Linked DNA regions of Zea mays: region 2 is linked to region 1. A link is a contact called in public Hi-C data. All regions are on one chromosome and are shown on one strand. The core of a region is the stretch at or near the end of the contact, and the rest is flanking DNA. Distances in the headings are between cores, read along the strand shown.

Evidence for each region. Hi-C and Micro-C count contacts between places; a contact is called where the count stands out from the background.
Region 2: a Hi-C map of ear shows a contact between it and region 1, with 3 times the contacts expected there. The contact joins the promoter of LOC100193301 here to the promoter of LOC100194104 in region 1. A contact is called at or near these places in 6 of 25 Hi-C or Micro-C datasets (bundle sheath, ear, endosperm and 3 more).

The regions. Positions count from the first base shown.
Region 1 is chr10:73,842,076-73,845,946 of Zm-B73-REFERENCE-NAM-5.0, reverse strand. It overlaps LOC100194104, which reads right to left and starts at 2,076. Exons shown (of 8, transcript NM_001359396.1): 1 at 1,746-2,076; 2 at 1,545-1,627; 3 at 1,361-1,444; 4 at 948-1,023. The coding sequence starts at 1,974. LOC103641217 (thyroid adenoma-associated protein homolog) reads left to right here and starts at 2,068. Exons shown (of 6, transcript XM_008664579.3): 1 at 2,068-2,333; 2 at 2,491-2,554; 3 at 2,645-3,871. The coding sequence starts at 2,676.
Region 2 is chr10:74,108,672-74,112,542 of Zm-B73-REFERENCE-NAM-5.0, reverse strand. LOC100193301 reads left to right here and starts at 2,167. Exons shown (of 8, transcript NM_001367019.1): 1 at 2,167-2,545; 2 at 2,648-2,730. The coding sequence starts at 2,250.

The DNA.
Region 1 (3,871 bases), core at 827-3,326:
CCATAATGGGTAGTGGGTATGAGTATGGATCAATTTTTTCCTAGTGGGTATGGGTATGGCTTCGTGTGCCCACTATGTACCTTACCCACTGCCATCCCTAAGTAAGATAAGGACATGTACAGTCTAGATACTATGTTGCGGTTATCTAAACACTAGATGTATCTAAGAAACTTCTTCACACAACCCAATATATCTAAGTCTTGTATCTTATTCATTAGAACCCTTCAAAATACGACTCATTTACGTGAGTTGTATGGGTGGAACCGTATCTATACTTAGAAAATCGTGTTAGAGACGTTCCTTCATCAAGATATGTCTCGTGTTTTTTTACTCCTACTCTCTTAATATCCTTTAAAATACAAATCATTTATGTGGGTTGTATATACGCTAAGGCTTTCTCCAACGTCTCCCCCTCCCACTTCCCCTGACAGGATACGGTGTGGGGGTGGGGGGCACGTGCGCGTCCAACGGCGCCCCCGTGCCTCCTCTCGTGCTGGTATGTCAGCCATTTCCCCGTGGCACTAATTGATTGTATTTAATATAAAATTAATCTTTTTTGAGTTTTTGGTAGATAATAATGTGTATTATTACTTTTTTGAGTTTTTAGTAGATAATAATGTGTATTATTACGGTAATGCAAATATGGTGGTATTTTTTAAAACTCAAAAACCAAGGTATAAAAGTCAAATAGCCTAGTTAAAGGATAAAAAAGGAGCTGAATAGAGGAAATGGTAGGAGCGGAGGAGAAATAGGGGGAAGAATAGTTAAGAGGAGGTATTTAAATATGAATAGAAAGTACGAATAGTGGGACTTGAGAGGGGAAATGGTTGGAGATAGCCTAAGGACCAGAATGTGGAGAGGAAGATATTAATTGCAGTAAACAACTGAGAATTGAAAATCAAGATTCAAGAACCGAGAAGGCGAGAACAGAGGAAGTAGCATCTGACCTCCAGCATCCTTCAGCTCACGCAGTGCTGCGTCTGCTCCAGTAGGCAATCGCCAAGCATCTCCATGCGCATAATACTGGAAGAAACAATGATCCATCCATGAGCCACATGGTATGGTTACGAACATTCGACATACCGATAAACCGGAAGCGGAATGCATCCTTCAACTTAGAAAAACTAAATATATTTGAGAGCGGTGAACTTCATCGCCTGGGCTTCTGTTGACTAACAGTATAGTCAGAACATTTGTTCTTGTTCAATTTCGTCATTGTAGTAACTATAGTAAGGTAATAAAAGATAATCAGATACCAAACACTGAAACACTTCAATGCATACTCAAATTCTTCAACCAACCCTGATTCACCAAGAAGTATTCAATCGAACAACCTTAGCGAGAACATGAGGTATACTACCTGATACACTTCTTCGAAATAATCACCATCAGTGCAGTCGGTCGCTTCTGCCACGACAATTCTCCAGAATGGCCGCCCATCTCCCTGCAATTAGTCCAAAACCCAACAAGTCGTCACCTCGAGAGCAACCACGACGCAATTTCAAGCTTTGCAATGCAATTCCTGTGCGTCTCATGACCATTACCTGGTACCTGAGTGTCTTCGGCCATGGCGCGGAGAATGCCCGCTTGAACCCCTCCATGATTCTCTTCTTAGTCTTCGTCACACCTGGACAGCGAACAAAGTCAGGAACATCACGAGACCACACGCCAAACGTTTGACGAAATGCAGAGCACCAGACATGAGGAAAGTACGAGGTGGTGGATTCTTCGGGTTGGAAGCGTACCGTAACGTCGGCCGATGGAGGCATACGTCTCGGCTACCGGCCGCGCAACCTGCAGCAGCGTGCCACCGGCGTCGAGCAGCAGCCCGCGGTACGCCGGTGCCAGCCTGCCGGCCGCAGCGCTCGCTGCCACCAGACGCCGCGCCATGCCTGAGCGGGAAACAGCGCTACTGCGGGCCGCGAATGGGACCGCCGGAGCGCACCGGAGGAGCGCCGCCGCGGCGGGCGGCATCTCCAAGAGGCGTTCGCCGGCGAGTCCGCGGGAGGCACGAGGTCGGCAGGCGCGACGCGCGAATCTCAAAGCACAGGAGGGGTGTGCGGACTGCGGAGGCCTAGGGGTATTTTGGTCAGGTCGACGCGGAAAACACTCTAGCGAGGGGGAAGAGAGAGAATCGCAGGACCAAACCCTAAACCCCCGCTCCCGCCTCCTCTCGCTGCTGCAGCTTGCCGGGAGCTCACGCGGCCTTTGCTTCTCGCTTCTTTCGCTGGCCACCTGATCCCGGTTGTTCTTCGCTGGGCTCCCGAGCCGCTGCACTCGCTGGGTGCTGCCGCCTGCCAGGAGGAGCGGCACGGCCGTCTACAGGATTAAAGGTTATTTGTTTGCCTGCCTCCCTGTTATCGCCGCATATGAAATCTCTGATAGCTTGTTTACGCTATCTGTAGACTGTAGTAGAAGGCGTGCTCTAATTCAGCCCAAGTAGTTCGTACTCGTGAAAATCTACTGAACTAACGTTGTGTGGTTTGTTAGGGAGGGAAGGTTTGTGGTTTAAGTTCCCGGAGGAAGACTTGTGGCGGAACTGTACTGACTTCAGGTGAATCATTCGGCTTATGTATGCCTGTTTAAGAGTCCAGTGTGGTTCTGCTGGAGGTTTCAGTTTTGTTTGTTCATTATCATCCTTCAGATTGAAGTCAAGGAGCTAATTTGGGGGAAGAATGTCTTCAAAGTGGCGGTCACTGCAGCATCGGCACCGGTACACCTACACCTCCATTGTGTTCCCGAAGCATTACCTTGAGGCCCTAACTCTCGTGCCAGCTGAGATCTCCTCATCCAATTTCTTTGTCCGATTGAGCAACTTGATTTCCCTGACCTCCACTTACTCCCAAGTTGTTGTGGTCAAGGATCTTGCCTCGGCATATGTGCAGTTTCTGTCCACTACAGGGACTCCTGATGAAGCAGTGCTCGCTGCCACAAAGCTTTATTTGGAGATCCTCTTTCTTGAGAATTCCCTCCCTCTCCACCGGACACTCATATCAGTGCTTGCCAAGTGCAAGAAATTCTCCACAGTGATCAGTGGGTGTTTTGCCTTGCTCTGTGAGGAGTATGGTGGCTCTGGTAGTAAGGCAAAGAAGAGATTTATGGTATCTCGAGCAGCCTTGTCGCTTATTGGGTACCCAAAGTTGGGATTTTTGGATGAGGCAGTAGAGAGGTGTGCAGAGATCATGGCACTGGATGTTGTTGATGGGCTTGATGGAGTGACAAAAGACATTGGTGAAGGGTCACGGCCATCTCCAGTCGTGATGGAGCAGTGCCAGGAGGCCATGTCTTGCATGTACTACTTGCTGCAGAGGTACCCGTATAAGTTTATTGGCCTTGACAAGGCGTCAAGTGTCTTCAAGAGTGCTGTCAGGACAATACTATCTGTTCTTAAGTCATCTGCCTTTTCAAGGGATTGCCTGGTGGCCTCTGGAGTAAGCTTCTGTGCGGCAATTCAGGTTTTCATGAGCACAGAGGAGATTTCCTGGTTCATTTCTCAAGGTCTATTTGGCATCTATGCAAATCATGAAGATAGAAAAAATCAGTCTGTGCACAATGTATTTTCGGACTTTGATCTGTGTGAACAAATCAGAGACCTTTCAGTGTTGAGTAGACTTTGTCTACTAAGAGGGATTTTGACATCTATTCCAAGGACAGTACTCAACATGCACCAACTTCATTCCAGTGGACCTTTATGGACTGTTTTATATGATGGAATTTTACCTGAGCTTTGCAAGCATTGTGAGAACCCAGTTGATAGCCACTTCAATTTCCATGCTCTTACAGTGACACAAATATGTTTGCAGCAGATAAAGACATCGGTTTCATCTGATATCACCGACTTCTCTGGGGACTATAAGCCTTTTTCAAGAGA
Region 2 (3,871 bases), core at 918-3,417, 270 kb before region 1:
CCACATATGTATATGCCGCTGAACTTGTTTGGCCAGCACATGCTAAACCGTCTGTATGTTCTGCTTTACAATCGATTCGAAAGAATCGGCAAGAAAAGGTTAAGTTTACTTTTAATGTTATAAAATGCGATACAATATTTGATGAGTTGCTAAAAAAATGCATCATTAAATTAACTCATATTATTCCTCCTACGGAGGAATTAAAGAGATGTGCTTATTGTAAGTGGCATAATTCTTTTCCCATGCCACCAATGGTTGTAATATTTTTCGTCAACAGATACAATCGGCCATAAATGAGGTCGGTTGGCTTTTCAGGAGATGCAAGTGGACACACAACAATTTCCTGTCAATACAATAGAACCCACATGCAAAAGGGTCTTGGTTCGGGCCGAAGTGGCCGATAAAGGCAAAGACAAAAACACCATCATTGGCGATCTTCGCATGTCAAATATATCACTAGAAGGGATTGCTTGGAAAGCTCCAGACAAAAAGACTAACAAGTCTTGAGGCACCAGGGGGCAGGCTCAACCAAGCAGCTGAGCAAAACTCCTTGACTCGAGCATCGCAGACTATCCGGTACCTGGGTGCGGACGATCCGGTGCTCATGCGGACGGTTTGGCTGACTCAGCTAGACAGTCCGCACATGGCCAAGGAAAGAGACGCAAGGGCAAAGCCAACATGACACACATGGTCAGCTAGTAAAAGCTAGCCCTACTTTCGATCAATTGCTAGCCAAATACGCTGGCAAGAAGGCCGTTCTACGCGATCGGCCAACAAAGAAACTCCGGTCACCCACTAACAAAACGGCCCGAAAGACGACGCAACAAGCATCGCATATTCGTTCTGTCATGCGAGGATGCTTTCCACCCACCTACTCATCGTTGATGTGTTGTCCCGTTCAAATATGGAATGGTACAACGATGAACCCATGGTACATGCGTACTCCCTTTGTCTATTCAGGCTGGGGGCACCTCCATTCTATTCCTTTTGATCCATTGATCAAATGGTCACAACCGAGAAAGATGCAATCCTAAACGGCCTTTATGCATTGGGGCTCTATTGAATGATCACTATATTGGATTGGAAAAGCCGATGACTTGCATCAGGATTAGTTCATATGCTTTTGGTTCGTCAACCTCCACCAAAAGGGAGGGGGCATATGTTGAGCACACAAAACGTCCTCGCGGACGGTCCGCGGTGGTGGCGCGGACAGTCCGCGCCTGCGCAGAATTAGTTAGGGTTCCGAGTTTCTCGTGGGATTTGTTGGCTAAAACCGCGGGATTAGCTCGAGAAACGACTTGTAGCGGATCCAAACCTTCCCCTTTATATAGATGAAGGGCTACGAGCGATTGAACCCCCACAATCGATCAAATCAAATCTATTTATCAGTTTTACCTTTTCGTTCTTTCAATTCCTAGGAGTAGGAGTAATTTAGCCTTAGGATTATATCTAGTTTAGTCTTCCACAACAATCTCTACTCGGCTCTACGCCAATTAGAGGAGCACCGGGCGCCCTGCCGACCTGGAGCAACCCCTTGGAACTCTCCCCATCGACGGGATCTCTCCCGGGTGAGTTCTAGGGTTCTTCATGGAGAAGAAGCCCCTCTGTGATATCGCGAACCGTCCGGCCCCAGACGCGAACCGTCCGGAAGTGTGCAGAGGAGGAGCCGCTCCTGCGCTAGGTCGCGGACCGTCCGGCCCGGTGTCGCGGACCGCCCGTGCCTCTATAGAGAGCCCCGCCAAGCGATCTGTTCCCGTGTTTGGCACCCGGATCGGCGCCAACATGTGCTAGACCTAATAGTTAGTGGCTAAAATTAGTTGAAGACATCCAAATACCCTATCTAATAGTACAGATATTAACTATTTTTAGTAAATTAGTTAATAGTTACCTAGCTATTTGTTAGTTAACTAATTCAACTAGTAATTTTTTAGCCAATTAACTATTAGTTCTAGTGCATTCAAACATCCCCTTAGTTTAAATAGCTAATAGCTAAATTATTAGCTAGAGTGTTTAGATATCTTTAGCTAATATTAGCCACTAACTATTATCTCTAATACATTCAAACACCCTTAATTTTTAGTCAATAACTATTAACTAGTGGATAGTGGGGTCATAGTGGATAGTGGGGTCGCGCTCGTCCCGGACCGGACCTGCACTCCATCCATCTCCAGGGACCAGAACTAGGGTTTGCGAAATCGTGACGCGAGCACTTGAAGATTCGCGAAAGACAGCGCGACCGACCCACGGCGATGGCCACCGTCCACCCTCAATCCCCGGCGGGTCCCACCCATCTCCCGCAGGAGGAGCGACACGGGGACGCCCCGGTACCGCCCGCCGTCTCCGGCGAACCCGCCGCCGCAGCGGAGGCGGGCGGCGAGATCGCCGCGCTCGACAAGCAGCTCGCCGTCGTCGGCGGCGGCGAGGAGAGGAGGCCGGCCGGGGCCGGGGCCGGGGCCGCCAGCGCAGGCGGGGGAGGGAAGCTGGTGGCGGAGGCCATGCGCAAGTACGCTGCCCCGCGGTCGTCGCGCTTCCACGGCGTCACCAGGTACGAGCACGGCGGTGTTCTGCCCGCCTTTCAGTGGCTTTGACTTTGAGGTTGTGCTCTGGTTTGATTTGGGCGTGCACTGCTGCTCTGGTTCCGGGGCAGGCTCAAGTGGAGCGGCAAGTACGAGGCGCACCTTTGGGACAACACCAGCCAGGTCGAAGGCCGCAAGCGCAAGGGCAAGCACGGTATGTACCCTACCAACCTCGGATCCGAGCTCTAGCTCACTGTAAAACCATCTGAATGTTTGGGCTAGAACGTTGATGCGGTTTAGTTAGGAATGACGATGACATGTGCACACTATTACTTTTGACACAAGAAACTGGAAACATGGAACTTGTCCACGATCCTTGTTCCGGAAACGTTCCGTTCCAGGAACACTGGAACAATCTTGTCCGCATATTGTTAAAATCATTTTTAAAGCAATTTTCCCACCATGTAACGGAAAATTGCTTTTTTAGGTCGCTTGTTTTTGTCGCCTGCCAAAATACCCTGCCATTCGTCGCATTCGCTTAATTGCCTCGCTTAAGCAGCGTATAGTAGATAACATATCGGTGTACCTATTCACATGTTTTTTTTATAGATCTAATAATTGTGCATTCTCGATGTGCGGCTGTTCATATCCCGCTGCCCAGTGCCGCGTCAACTCTCGTCGGCATCTAGCCGCAGCCGGCCGTCGAGCTGCCATGCGCCTATGCCGGATGGCAGTTCTGTTTACAATTTGTGCTTTCCCCAATTTGCTGTACGTAATAGTTATCAAATCCAATTTAGTGTACACAATAGAAACCATCACATCCATCTGCTAGGGAAAAATAATTGTGCATGCACTTGTGAGAAGGCGCTGCATTCATAGTTGCCAGTTATGCTGCTACTACTTGTACGTATAGTTGGTATTTTTGCTGTACTCCAGTAGCTTGCCGCTCTAGACTCGACCAGATGCAGAGGACGCGAGAATGCAGCAGAGGGTAAAATTGGCATTTAGAATTATCAGATCTATAGAAAACATGTGAATAGGTATACTGGGGTATTTTATTTACTACGTGCTACTTAAGTGGGGCCATTAAGCGAGTACGACAAATGGCAGGGTATTTTGGCGAGCGGCAACGACAAGCGACTTAAAAAAGCAATTTTCCCGTACGGGGAAAATTGCTTTTCCCATTCCTCGACCCTGTCGATCTAGGAACCTGGTTACTAAGAGATCAATAGTCCAAAATTACGTTTCCTTTTTTGCAGCAATACACAAACGAATGGTCAGCAAGGTGTCTTAATTCCTGGTTACTAAGATATCAGTGAAATATAACTGAAATCTTATTCCTGGCCTATTTTCAA